Regions from separate parts of the Mus musculus genome. Here region 1 is linked to region 2. Evidence: chromatin contacts called from public HiChIP or PLAC-seq data. All regions are on one chromosome and are shown on one strand. The core of a region is the stretch at or near the end of the contact, and the rest is flanking DNA. Distances in the headings are between cores, read along the strand shown. Region 1 overlaps Rab3b (RAB3B, member RAS oncogene family). Region 2 holds the start of Nrd1 (nardilysin, N-arginine dibasic convertase, NRD convertase 1).

Evidence for each region. HiChIP or PLAC-seq counts read pairs in DNA pulled down with a chosen protein or histone mark.
Region 1: a contact with region 2 is called in an H3K4me3 HiChIP or PLAC-seq map of the 230-238 cell line, with 32 read pairs. The contact joins the enhancer-like site here to the promoter of Nrd1 in region 2. A contact is called at or near these places in 1 of 39 promoter capture datasets (the SN4741 cell line), 1 of 484 Hi-C or Micro-C datasets (embryonic fibroblasts), 8 of 115 datasets of contacts at active chromatin or transcription factors (the 230-238 cell line, craniofacial prominence, embryonic stem cells and 1 more) and 2 of 9 other capture datasets (adipose tissue and pancreatic islet).

What each region holds. Positions count from the first base shown.
Region 1 is chr4:108,905,041-108,912,158 of GRCm38.p6, reverse strand. All of the region lies in intron 2 of Rab3b (RAB3B, member RAS oncogene family), which reads right to left. Among named protein-coding and RNA genes, the nearest start is that of Rab3b, 30 kb to the right of the region's middle. Within about 2 kb of position 4,563, at least 85 of the 459 cell types and tissues checked have an H3K27ac peak or open chromatin away from gene starts, as enhancers often do. A contact at or near this core is called in the 230-238 cell line, the SN4741 cell line and pancreatic islet, where this site is marked.
Region 2 is chr4:108,997,036-109,004,020 of GRCm38.p6, reverse strand. Nrd1 (nardilysin, N-arginine dibasic convertase, NRD convertase 1) reads right to left here and starts at 3,366. Exons shown (of 31, transcript NM_146150.3): 1 at 2,857-3,366. The coding sequence starts at 3,188.

The DNA of each region.
Region 1 (7,118 bases), core at 3,314-5,813, 93 kb after region 2:
TGAGCTTCAGGGGCTGGCTAGGTACTGAATTAAGAGAACTAATTTAGAAGTCATTTGAGAGAGTGTGTGACATCATACATGCCATCTCCTCCATCTGGTCTCTTTAGTGTTGCTGACAGAGGCAGGAAAGAGGCAGGCCAAGCAGTGCAAAAACTGGATCCTTACAGAGCTAGGGAGAACATAGCTCTGGGGCTCCCCGCCCCCCCCCCGCCCAGTATCCTGCCCTGCTGTGTACCTGTGCCCCCCACCAGAGCTTCTCTCTCTCTCTCTCCTCTGTCCCTCTGTCCCTCCCTCCTTCTCTATCGATTTTACATCTTGATTTGATGACAGCCAGGAGGAAACTATCTTCCACACAGGGCATAGTTTCAGCCCACCTCCACAGTGCCACACTTCCCCTCAACAAGGCCACAACTCTTAATAGTGCCACTCCCTAAAGGCGAAGCATTCAAACACATGAGGCTATGGGAGCCATACCTATCCAACCGTCAGGCTCTTTATTATGCAGATAAACTGAGACAGACATTTGATAACTTTCTCAGGACCTCATAGCTACTAAGTAATTTTTTGAGGTTTTATTTTTATTTTATGTGTTTAAGTGTTGGAAGGTCTATCTGTGCACCATGTGCCTTCCGTGCCCTCATAGACAGGAGGATGCCATCAGATTCCTTGGGACTGAACTTAGAGATGGTTGTTAGCTACCATGTGGGTAGTTAACCGAAGCCAGGTCCTCTGGAAGAGCAGCCAAGGCTCTTCAATCTTGACCCAGTGTTTCAGCCCCATGGAAGTACTTTCTGTTTTGTCTGGTACTCATATTCAAATGTCCTGACTCTGTGCTGGTTGGTTTTTGTCAACTTGACTCAAACTGGATTTACCTTGGAAGAGGAAACCTCAGTTGAAGAATTGCCTCCATCAGATTGGCCTGTGTGTAAACCTGTGGGGGACTTTTCTCAATTGATAACTGATGTGTGAGCACCCAGCTCACTGTGGTCAGCTCTACCCCTGGACAGGTGGTTCTGGGTTATATAGGAAAGCAAGCAAAACAAGCCACGGGGAGCAGGCCAGTGAGCAGCACTCTTCCATGATCTCTGCTTCAGTTCCTGCCTCCAGGTTCCTCCCCTGCTTCACTTCCTGCCTTGGTTTCCCTCAGTGATGGACTGAGCCTGTAAGACAAATAAGTTCTTTCCCCTCAAGTTGCATTTGGTCATGGTGTTTATCACTGCAATCGAGAATAGACTCCAAAGTCAGTGTTCTTTTGAGCACCACAGTCCCTTGTCACTACTGAATTACAGGCAAGGGCGTTGAATTCTAAGGACATGCAGGTAGTAATGGCTACATTCTTGAGGGCAGAGGGAAGGAAAGGGCTCGCTGGAATCCAGGACTGAGCATTACAAAGCACTTCCCTGGTCTCTGTGAACAAGTAAGATCCTGTGTAGGCTTTGAAGTTCAGGTTCGAGGGTATCTATCCATTCTGGGAAGCCCTTCAGGAGCTAGTTTCAAAATCCACCCTCATTCTTACCAAACCCCCTCTGCTTGGTTTCTGTGATAGACAGATAAGTTGAGGGTCCTTCCCTTCTATCTCCCCTGTGCCGGCTCTGTGTCCTATCCTGGCCCCTTATTCTTTCCCAGTCCCTCACTTTCCAGTTACAGATGGAAATTTCCGACTGTCAGCTGCGTATCCCCACTGAGTCTGAGCCCTTCTGACAGGTACATGGTTGATTGACTCCTCATAATCATCTGCTTCATTTGTAGCTTCTTCATCAAAGAAGTCCTGATGAGCCCTCACAGATATCTGGGCACAAAGCACGGATTCTAGAGATGCGCGTTGAATAAACCATCACCCAATATGCAACTCCCAGAGTTTTGCATGGACAAATTTAGCTTCAAGGCTTGCATTTCCTCTCTACTCCTTTGCCTCTAAATTGACACCAGCATCATTCCCGGCATTCTGAGAAGTCTCTCTGAGGAATCCACTTGATGTGCCACCTGCTGCATCCTCTGCATGAGTCACCCAACTCCCCTTCAAGACAGGAAGACTCTGGGAGTAAAGGGGGCCCAGGAGGGAAAAGTTAAACCGGGAACAAGATTGCACTTAACATCTCCTGAGGTCATAGCAAGTACAAGGAAATGAAGAAAGTCAGGTCTGGTGCTGAGAAATTACGGGTGATAAAAATAGCAATCCCTGTCACACAGACGACTGCAGAAAGGAAATGGTTAATCAAGAGATGGCTCGTGTTCAATAAGCAATCAGAGAAGTGCAGTTTGAGATGAGGATGCTTGGCTGTTTTACTCTATCGTATACACTAAACTAAAAATAAGATAATATTAGCTGTCCCCAAAGGAAAAGTAAAATAGGCGTGTCCTTACTGAGAGCCTGACTGGAGGAAGTAAACGTAGAAAAGGTTTTGCATGAAGCATGCGCGATCAGGATGGAACAGGACTCACAACAGCTTCTAGTTGGAAAGTAGTTAAAATGATCAAAGATGAGCAGACACTAAGATTCCAGGGCCAGAGGGTGGGTTCCATTCCTTGACTTGTTCAGAGTGTTGTGCATGGGGGAAGAGTGACAAATAGTGTTGAATGGTGAGTTAACGAATGACTATGGTACATCCTTCCCATAAAACATAATGAATTATTAAATGAATATTCATTAGGACTTTCTATTAATATTAGCTATGTTTATGTTATAATATCAAATCAAAGAAAAGTACATATGACCTCAACTATGTTAAAAATCCATAGGAAGGATACAGAAGTCAAATCAAAATACTACTAAAAGGCCAGGAGATGGCTTAGCAGGAAAGGGAGCTTGCCACCAAGTCTAACACCCTGACTTCAGTCCCAGGAACCCACATGGCAGAGGGAGAGAATCAACGTCTGCAGGTTGTCTTCTGTCCTCCACATGTGTGCCATGGCACAGGTGCATCTCTTCCTCATTAAATAAATAAATAAATAAATAAATAAATATGCAATAAGTATCAATAATTTTTTATGGTTAGCCATAATTTAAAAATATTTTGTATGTACATAATACATATATGCATGTGTGCACGTGTGTGCACGTCTGTGTGTGACTGTGGGCATAGGCGTGCCACAGTACGTACTTGGAGGTCAGGAGGCAATCTTGGATGTGAGTCCTTAGCTTCCACCTTGCTTGGCAAAGGATCCCTTTGCTGTTTTTCCACGGTGTACTCCAGGCTAGCTGGCCCTTGAGTTTCCAGAGATTCTCCTGTCTTTAGCCCCTATCTTCCAGTAAGAGCACGGGAATTACAAACAGTCATACTGTTTTACATGCGTGTAAAGGACATGTCTGGTTTTCACATGAGCTCTGAGGATTTGAACTTGGGTCTTCACATTTGCATGACAAATACATTGACCCCTCTCTCCAGCCCTCAAAATATTTTTAATGAGCATATACTACTTTTACAAGTACAAAAAAAAAAATCCCTAGCAAGTACTGGCAGTTGCTACTGTTATTTGTGGGCATCCTGAGAGAAAGAACCTGGAGAAAAATGTGGAGGGACAGCCGTGAGCTACTAATTGTCATGGCTGGATGGTGGGTGGGTACATGTACTATTTATTCTCCCTACCTGAGTATATGCTTGAATTTTTCTACCATAAACAGCTAAAAAAGGAAATAAGAATAGGTAGGCTTGAAATAGCACAGCGTCTGGGGTTGTTACAAGCAGTTCCATGTTTATGGGGTTATAAAACACAATTTCATGGATTTTTAGATGCTCATTTTCCCACATTTAAGCACTGTGATATGGGGATATATCTTACAACTGCTAGTGTCTTATGTTCTCTGAAGCATATGATTTAAAGATGGGGAAGGAGGGGCAGGTGATGCTGAAACTGGAGCTCTGAGCTCTAAACACCAGGCCAAGGCACTAGGAAGTTGTCCCGAGAAGATCAGGACACAGGAGGCATTTGGTGATGCCCAACACGGGGCTGTCACCTAGAGGACATTTGGTAACCATGTGCTAGCTAATGAGGTTGTAACTGAAATGCTGCTGCTTAGATCAAGGACCAGGGGGACACCGTCTTGTGGGGGAAGCATTTGAGCCCTTCCCCCATCCCTTGTCATCCCACCAGTCCCTGTCGTCCTCTGCCTCAAATCTTTCACCTTACTCCCATCTTCTTGAAAGCAATGATCACCGGCCCCCAACCCCCACCCCAGCGCCATGACTGACAGCCTCTGCAATGATATTCCAAAGCCAACCCCACAGCTTGAGGTCTGACCTAGGAACCCTACAGAACTCATTTCCACAAGGAGTTGTGTATACACAGCAGATGAGAGATGCAAATGAGCTCCCCAGGACCTTTGAGACCTAACTAGAAAGAAAAATCAAGTCTAAGATTTCCAGCCTACTCTTAGCTGTGCCTTCCCTCTGGTCTCATTGCTGCTTTCTTTGGGGAGTTGGCCAGAGTCACCATAGTAGACAAATCCCTTGAGGATAATTTGCATACAGGTGCCAGAGAAGTCTAAAAATAGGATCAACACTCAGCTCCAGGAAGCAAAAGCCTTGAAACTTATCTACAGGGGGAGGGAGACAACCATCTAAAGAGGGCAGAACAACCTGTCAGAGGCAGCCTGAGAAGAGCTAGGAATCCACAGTGCAGGCTGGGTCCAGGAGCCTGGGTATGACCTAATCCCACTGTTCATATGCATTGAAATCAACACTGTCTTCCCTGGACTTCGGATTCTCTATCTTTAAAATAGGCATATTAGACTGAATGGTAAATATTAGAGCTGCTTCTGGCTCCAAGGAATTACATTGTAATATACATTATAATGTATCCCTAGTCAGGGCATAGTGATTGTTACAATCAAATAATAATTGCCAACATGCATTGAGTCCATAGCATCAGGATCTATGGCAGGTAATTTCCGGGTATTAATGCTGCAACAACCCTCATAAAGAGACTTTGAGTTGAGCAGTCTAAAGGGAACTCAAGAGTACTCACCAACGTTACAAGTTGACAAATGCAAGGGACTCAGGGTTTGACCCGTGTTATACTGCCTTCCCTGGTCCCAAGCTACTTAAGTTATACCTGGCTTTCTAACTTTGGGGCCCAAGGATCATGGCACTCCTCTCCAATTTCTTTTTCCTACTTTTTTGCCACCTTAAGTCCCCAACAGCCTGTTTTGTTGTTGTTATTGTTGTTGCTTTTTTTTGAGACAGTTTATCTGTGTAACAGCCCTAGTTGACCTGGAACTCACTCTGTAGACCAGGCTGTTCTGTAGACCAGAACTCACAAGATCTTCCTGCATCTGTCTGCTGAGTACTGACTAGCATTAAAGGTTCGGGCAACCAAGTCCAGCCTCAACAGCCTATTCTGAAAAGTTCCTGTTTCCTTTGCCTGGAGCAGCTATAGCCCCAGCCCTCCTAAACCAACTCCTGCTTGTCATTCAGAATTCAGCTTGCCCACTTCTTCCTCTAGGATTCCATTTCTCTCCAATAACCACAGGCAGCAGTCACGGCTGAGGGCAGGGAGTTACAAAAGGGTAGGGCAGGCAAGTACTAATTCCTATAACTTCCTGAGAGGTTCCTTTTTCATACTCGTTGTACAGATGAGGCTGAGGTTAAATACCTTGCCTGAGGTCACACAGCAGGTAAAGAAAGACCCGAACCAGGGGGTCTGACCTGACAGCCTTCCTAATTCTCTGCTGTATCTGCTCTATGAATTACCAAGGTGTGCAGCAAAGTAGTTCACACACTGGGCCACCTCCCCAGTCCCTACTTACAGGGTTTAAATGAAACACTGTAAGCACCATGAAGGTGCCATGAGGGGGCAGCAGGAAGGCTAGGGATTTGAGGATCAAGTGCATTTAAGTTCACCCACACACACACACCTCCCCAATCCCCCTCCCCTGGCTCTGCCACTTCCTAGCATGTGACCTTGAGCCAGTTATTTGGCTCCCTGAGAGCTAGACTTAACTGCAAAATAGTGCTGTCAATAATATTCTTCTCTGGGCACTGATGGGAGGGTAAAAGGGGTGTTGTGACAGTGCTCCGGCAGCTGACGAGCTCTGTATAAACATGAGTCATGTTCATTCAACTTACAGTTTGCCCTCAATCTGCTGCTCTTTCCTCTGGAGCCAGCAAGCCTCAGATTCCTCAGGGGCGGGAGGCAGGAGATGGGAGGCGGGAGGGAGGCGCTAAGAAGTACACAGAGAGATGAGCAGAAGCTGCAGAACATACTTCGGCTAGAAGAAAATTCAAAGGCTAATTAAGCCTCTGCTGGTGGTTAATTTCCATGCCAGGCTTTGAGCTTAATCACTTGATACAGCAACACACTGGTGAGGGAGAGAGAGCTCTATCCAAAGAGGACCATCTTTCTCTTCTTATGAAAAAAATCGGCACCTCACGGCAGCCTGAGCAGAAGGTATCTTCAGAATCATCTCAGGGTTTCTTTCTCTGTTCGCAAGTTCTTCTCCCTTTCTTTCCTATTTCTTCCCTCCCAAGGCTAGCAAAAGAATCTGGAAGCTTAGAACCCTTTTGAAAACTGTCAGTTTGGGGGCTGGGGAGATGGCTCAGTGGTTAAGAGCACCTGGGTTCAATTCCCTAGCACCCACATGAAACTACAGTTTCAGAGGATCTGATGCCCTCATCTGGCCTCTGTTGAAAAGGTCAGCTCAGGAACTTTGGGACGGTCATGGAACACTTGCCCTGCCCCTCCAGAAAGGAGAGGCTAATTAACATTCCTCATACCCCAGGCAGGAACCTGCCTGCAGATGGGGACATATCCCACAGAACAGACAAGGGTGAGCTTGTTTAGAAGTAGCTCCTTCGATTACACTCTCCATTCTCAGGATACCAGCAGTCCAGTTTAATAGGAAACACCAAACATGAATCAGTAGTGGCAGAAAGATCCAGCAGAAACCGCAAGGCTCCACCAAAGTGGCCAGAATCAGCCAGAATACCATGAGAAGAAGTTCTTTGGCACATTTCTCTCTAGGAAAAGAAGACCAACGTAGACCAGAGAAGACTATCGAAGACCAGCGAAGAAATGAAGTGTTGCAAGGCATAATAATGCATGAATGTCCTCTCACTGTTTGTGGGTTCCATTTATATTCTTTCTAACTATCACTTACCCTCTCAAGTGTCTGTTTTCAA
Region 2 (6,985 bases), core at 2,117-4,616:
ATAAAATTCTGTAGACTCTTAATAAATGCAAGCTGATATGTCTTTGACAGCATTATTCCACCATAATATTCCTCTGAACAGGTCTGGTGCTCATCCACATACTCAAAACAAGTACGTGATCAAGGACAAAGCTACAGAAATGCAATGGAAAGAATCCGTTTTATTCTACATCAACATCTATATGCAACATCTATATGCAAGTATTAGAAATGTTATCTAGTTCTAGACGCTACAGACACTTGATATGTTTGTTTCTGGACACAAAAATTCAGACTTTAAAGATCTAGTTTTGGGACTGGAGAGATGGCTGCTGACTGCTCTTCCCGAGGTCCTGAGTTCAATTCCCAGCAACCACATGGTGGCTCACAACCATCTGTAATGGGATCTGATGCCCTCTTCTGGTGTGTCTGAAGACAGCTACAGTGTACTCATATAAATAAATAAATCTTTTAAAAAAAAAATCTAGTTCTAGGATCAGCCTAGTCTACATAGTGAGTTTCAATCTAGCAAAAGCTAATAAGAGTCTTGGGGCGGGGGGTGGAAAGGGTGTCAATTTGAAACTTGAGTACATCAAAATAAATAAAAAAATAAATAAATAAATAAATAAATACAGGTGGACAAAAAGGGAAGATGGTGATTTAACAAAGGCCAGCAAACATAAATGCAACAATTTACTCAAAGTAACTTTTAAACATTGTCTTTGTTGTTGTTGGATTTCTGGGGGCTTGGGAAGGTTGCTTTTTATTTATTTGTTTGTTTTTATTTTTGAGATACGGTTTCGCTATATGGCCCTGGCTTTCCTGAAACTCGATCTGTAGCCCAGGCTTGCCTCCTACTCAGGGATCACCTGCCTCTGCCTCCTGAGAACTGGAATTAAAGCTGGATATCACTGCATACATCCAGTTGCATTTTTTTTTAAGTCTTCCTTATACCAAGCTCAGAACTTCATTCAGGCAGGGTTTGAGTCACCATTCATTACAGATGATTGGAACACTGGAAGATTATAAGGGATCTTACAAGTACCCATTCAACCAGTTGAGGTCCAAGTCTTCTCATACATTTTTGGAAGAAGCTATCTAGGCCTTCTGTTTATCACTTCCTACTTTATTCTTTAATCTACTCTAACGTACATACTTCCATTAGGAATCCCATAAATGTTAGGTGCCTCATTTTGCTTCCCCTTCCCCAGGTTGTTTTTTGAACCAGGGTTTTATTTAGTCCAAGCTATATAATCAAGGATGTCTCCTGACTTCTGATGTTCTCCTTCCTCCGCCTCTCCAGCACTGGGATTACCACACCCTATTCGCATTTTAACTTTTTAAATATCTGAATCCTCCCTCTGTAAATTTAATCATCTTTGTATGCCACCCTGGATAAAATGTTATTTGTTGCAGTATATTTAGCCAAGGTGCAGAAATGCTAGTTTGGGACCTGACACATACATTTAGTATTTGTTAAACAACTAGCAAAAAATAAGGTCAACGAATCTCTACCTGAAGCAATCAGAACAGTATCTGAGACTTAGCCATTATTAGGTAACTTTGTATGGACAGGAAAACAACAAACAAACAAACAAAAAAACCACCAACACCTGTACTGAAAATTTAACCTGGGAGGCCAAAACTAAGCAATGTTATTACCTTCAACTTGCTCACTTACAGGTTACAACTACATCTTTGGCAAGAAAAGTTATCCCTAGTTTATAAAGATATCTTGACCCTGACAAACTGACAAAAATTATACTGGGAAATTAAGCTAGTCTTGAAGCTGGGACTATGTCACTACTTTCTGGACCTGAGTGTCAGTTGTTTGTAAAACAGAAGTGGGGGGAAAGTGGAAAAGATGATCTCTAGAATTCTTTCCTTCTTTTAACACACTGCAGGCTTATAATAAGTTTGGAGCTGCAGGCTTCTAACCCAGCACATACTGCACTGGCTTTTGAGTCGGATGGGTAGTTTCATACAAGCTCCAATACTATTTAGCTGTCTAATTCTGAGTGTGTTTCAACGTCTTCAACCAGGAAAACTAAGCTGTAAGATAATAGAAACTATTTCAAATACAAGATATTTTATGAAACAAAGTAACTCTTAAGTTTATTCAGGTGGGGGATTGAGTCACCATTCATTCATTCATTACACATGATTGAAACATTGTATAAAATGGGATCTTACACGCCTACCATTCATACAACTGAGGCCCAAGATATCTCTAATACGTTTTGGAAGAAGTCATCTAGCTAAGCCATTCTAGTTGTGGCTAGCTACCCATGGTTACAAGCCACTCCATCTCAGGCTAGCTAAGAGAGGTAAACAGGAGTGATAATTACGAAAAGGGTGATGTAAAGTTCTTTTATTAAAACCACAGCATCCTTTTCGTAATTTTCACTCTGTTTTACCTCTCTTTACTCATACACCTTTGGATTGAGACTGAACAAAAATAACACACACACACACACACACACACACACACACACACACACATCTCAAATATCCTCTCCGCCAAAATTCAGAATCACTAACTGTCAAGCTTTCCTTACCAACCCTCCTCCCCTTTACCATCCATCCTGTCTTCCTCATGGAAACCTTAATTCTTGCTTTAATATAAGTCAAAAATAGCCGGGCAGTGGCGGCGGATACCTTTAATCCCAGCATTTGAGAGGCAGAGGCAAGCAGATCTCTGAGTTAAAGGCCAGCCTCGTCTACTCCAAATTGCCCTGGCCGCCTCACCCAAACACACATTTGGGATGGGAAGTAGTAACACCCTGTTGCTTCTCCGGGAGACATGGAGACCAGAAGTCACTACAGCACCAACCGAAGCCCGCACCCTGTTCTCCCCAGTCCGAGCCTCCTCCCTCACCGGTACTGCTTGGGATCGCTGGGAGACTTGATGATCTCAGGGTCCCCGACATTACTGAAAGACCGTCCCTCCTCCTCAGATTCATCCGCTCCTAGACGAGCAAGCCGGCCGCTCTCGCCCAAGTCCTGTCCATTGGGCTGCAGGTCCGGGCAACTGCAGGTGGACTTCGCCTTGTTTCTTCCAGGCATGGTCAGCGTAGGAAAGGGTTTCGATGATTCTTCGCACAGACCCCGTGCTTCGATTCGCCCCAGAGCCGTGAGCTCCCGCCCGGCCTCACACCGCAACTTCCTCCCGGTGACACAGACTGCAGCAACCGCGACTCTCCTCAGCATTCACCAGCAAGTCGTAGCGCTGGACATCCCGCTCCCCAGGCCCACCTCCTCCTCCTACACCTCCAGCCACTCCTCCTCCTCCGCGTCCCAGGGGCGACGGCGGCGGCCGGCGTTGTTGCTGCCCCAGCCGCTGGGGAGGACAGGCCTGAACCCCTCCTCCAACCCGGCCTCGCTCACACCGACTTTCTTCATCCCACCCTCCTGACAGCCGATGACGCTATGGACTCTAGCCAATCACAACGCACAACGGCCGTCACGTTTGCAGAAACAGCCAATGGGAGTAGGGGAAGCGAGAGACCAATAGAAATAGGCCGGGTTCCTGGCGCACCCAGAGAGCATTTCGAAACCTGACGTGGGCGGGGCGAAGGAAAAGAGGCGGAGGATGATGGGAGAAGTCTTGCTGCGATTGTGACGTGCGTCCGTAGCTGTTTTTAGGAAAACCGCGTAGCGCTCCGTGTCTGAGAAAATATTCCCCAGCGAGAAAACACAGAAGTGAGTCGCGATAGTGGATGCTGATCTTCTTCACCCACTTGCGGTGTATTTTTTGCACTCTATTCTTAGAGTGACTCAGCGGGTCTCTTTTTTAAAAGAGCAGAGCACCGGAAGTCTTTTCCCACCCTATCCCGAGATGGATGCAGTGCTTGTGGGTCACTAAGCACCGGAAATAACAATTGCATCTTTCCATCCTGTAGGCTGCCAAACCATTGGTGCTTTTCACGCTCCAGATCTGTTTCAATATGCTCACTCTTGTATGCGAATTGTTTATTTTTTTAAGCTTCCACACCCTGGAGTAGTCCTCAGCCTACCTTTAAGTTTGGCCAACTTTTACTGAAAAGCAAGAACATGTTAGGCTACTAACCTCAAGTAACTTTCCCAAGCTTTTTGTTTTTGTTTTTGCCAATGCTTTTGCAGCGACTGGAACAGACACAATATAAAATAAAAAGCAGTTGACCAGATAACAATAAAAAGCTGATAGACACCATTGAATGAGATCATACCACATGGAAGAGATAAACGAAATGAATATGAGTAAACAACAACAACAACAAAAAGACTTTAAGCCGATAGATACATTAGTGGTTGTCTTTCCTGCCTCTGAACCTTTGTGTGGCTGAAGATAAAGCCATACACAAAACAAATCGTTGCCGGTGTGGTAGTCCACACCTTGAATCTCAAGCACTCAGGGAGACAGAGGCAGGTGAATCTCTTTAAGTTCAGGGCCAGCCTGGTTTACAAAGCAGTTCCAAGCCAGCCATGTCTACCTACTAAGACCGTCTCAAAAACAACAAAAAATCCTTGGCTTGAAGTTTAGTTTCTTATGGGAAGAAACTGACCATAAATAATACATTAAAAAAAAAAAACAATAAATGCTAAGACTACAAAACAGGGTAGGAAGACAAAGTATTGAAGAGGATACATGAACTGGGGCAGAAGTATTTGAAAGCATTAAGATTCCGGGCAGTGGTAACGCATGCCTTTAATCCCAGCACTTGGGAGGCAGAAGCAGGTCGATTTCTGAGTTTGAGGCCAGCCTGGTCTACAGAGTGAGTTACAGGACAGCCAAGACTACACACAGAAACCCTGTCTCAAAAAATAAAAAATAAAAGCATTAAGATATCCTGGTTTCAGTACACTTTTAAAGGTTTATCAGTCTTCACGCAACTCCACTAGAGTCCTCATTCAAAGTAGCTTCATTTGCGTCTCTCCAGTACAAGAATGGCTGCCCAGAACATAAAAACACCAATAGTAAGTGACACTGAAGTGTCAGTCTATGCTTTGTACAAGATTAGGGTGTGTGTGTGTGTGTGTGTGTGTGTGTGTGTGTGCTTGCTTTGTACAGGATTAGTCTAGGTGTGATTTTTGACTCTCCAAAACAATAATACCAGAAATAAGAAACGTTCAGCTTCAACTATCAATTTTGTTTTCCTAAGGAGAAAAATAATTTATGCCCTTAATTGCAATTTGCTGGGTTTTCCATAGAGTGGAACTTTCCATCATTCATTTAACTAACCAAGTGAGGTGCTACCTTGTGCCAGAAGTTGGGAGTGATGAGCAAATATGTCCCCTCTCTCTAGAGCTTAGAAGAGGGCTAGTGGGAGAAACATATTTAAAAAGCACACAGAGTGCTCGCTGATTCAGCGGGACATATACTAAAGTTGAACTGATAGAGAAGAACAACATGGCCCCTGCTCGTGGACGATAGGCAAATTCATAAAGTATCCTGGTACCATGATGGCATGCTTTGTAGCTTTCCTGTCTCTCCCCCCTCCCCCACCCCATCCCCAAGAGCAGACATTAGGGGCAAATACGGTATCTCTAAAACTTAGCATTTTCACCTCTCTTTTTCAGTGTAGAAATTTGAGTATAAAGCCCCCCCAAAGAAGCATACAAATCTTTATTCTATAATTACAAAGTATATCTCCTAGAAGGAGATAGACAGATATTCCTTTTTCAGAGAGTCTTTCCAAAGAAGGGAAATTTAAGCTAATGTTTGGAAACTGTAGAAGGACCAGTGTGTAGATGAATGTAATGAAAAGATCTGAATGAGATTCACCTGGTGATCTGGAAACAAGAGGGAAAGGGTTCAATGGCAGAGATCACACAGAACATTCTGGAGACTAAGACGTTGGCCTGCGTGTTGAGCGCCTCATTGGATTCCCACATCTTAGAATGTTTTCCAACAAGCTGTAGGTGCCCAGTAGGAACTGTGTGAGCAAATGAAGAGAAGGAATGATCACCGTTGTTCTCTAAGTAGATCACTATGGTTGAAGAGCTGTAAATAAATAAACAAACCATTGAAGGCTGAAGTGATAGCAGGCTTGAGGATCAGAGCTCTGCTCCCCAGAACCCAGGTAAAAGTTAGGTGGATGTGGCGGCCACCGGAAAGTCCAGCCCTCGGAAGACAGATTCCCCAGGATAAGCTAGCCAGCTAGACCTGCTCTGGATTCCGTGAGAGTCACTGCCTTAATGAGTTAAAGGTGAGTGATTGACATCAATTTCAGGCCTCCACAGGAGCGTACACGTGTCCCCACATGTGGAAACATGCATACATGAACAAAAGAAAGAACAAGAAATTAAAAATAATGGATCAAAGCGGGGAGGGGAGAAGGGCAAATTGAAAGTGAGCAAATAGAATAGACATGTCCATAACCTGACCTGGGAGTATTCAGGAGGCTGAGGCAGGAGGATCACTTGAGCCCAAGAATTAGGGAGTAGATAAGTTAAAAAAAAAAAAATACTGAGCTCCCCCCACCACCACCAAAAAAAAAAGACTGATTTCAAAGCTATTAAAGTAACACAGGAATTAGACATGATTTACAGCAATAGTAGTGAGGAGAGAGAATTGTAGACAAACATCCATTTAGGAGGTTGAACTGTCCAGGTTTCTTTCTCTTTTTTTTGTCAAGATTTATATATTATATTAATCTTGTATTGGGGAATTTTGCCTGTATATATGTATATGCACTGTGTGCATGCCTGGTACCCTCAGAGACCAAAAGAGACTGTCAGATTCCTTGGAACTAGAATTGATGATTGTAAGCAAACATGTAGTTGCTGGGAGACAAGTCCAGGTCCCTAGCAAGAATAGCAAGTGCTCTTAACTGCTGGGCTAGCTATCTGTCCTGTCCCAAACTGGCTAATTTTAGTGACTTTTGACTTTTTATTTTTATTTATGGTGTATACGCCATGTGTGTACCAATGCCCACAGAAGTGATGGTATCAGATCTCTTGGCACTGCCGTTTAGGCAACTGTGAGCCACTCAACCTGAGTGCTGGCATCTGAACCAGTCATCTCA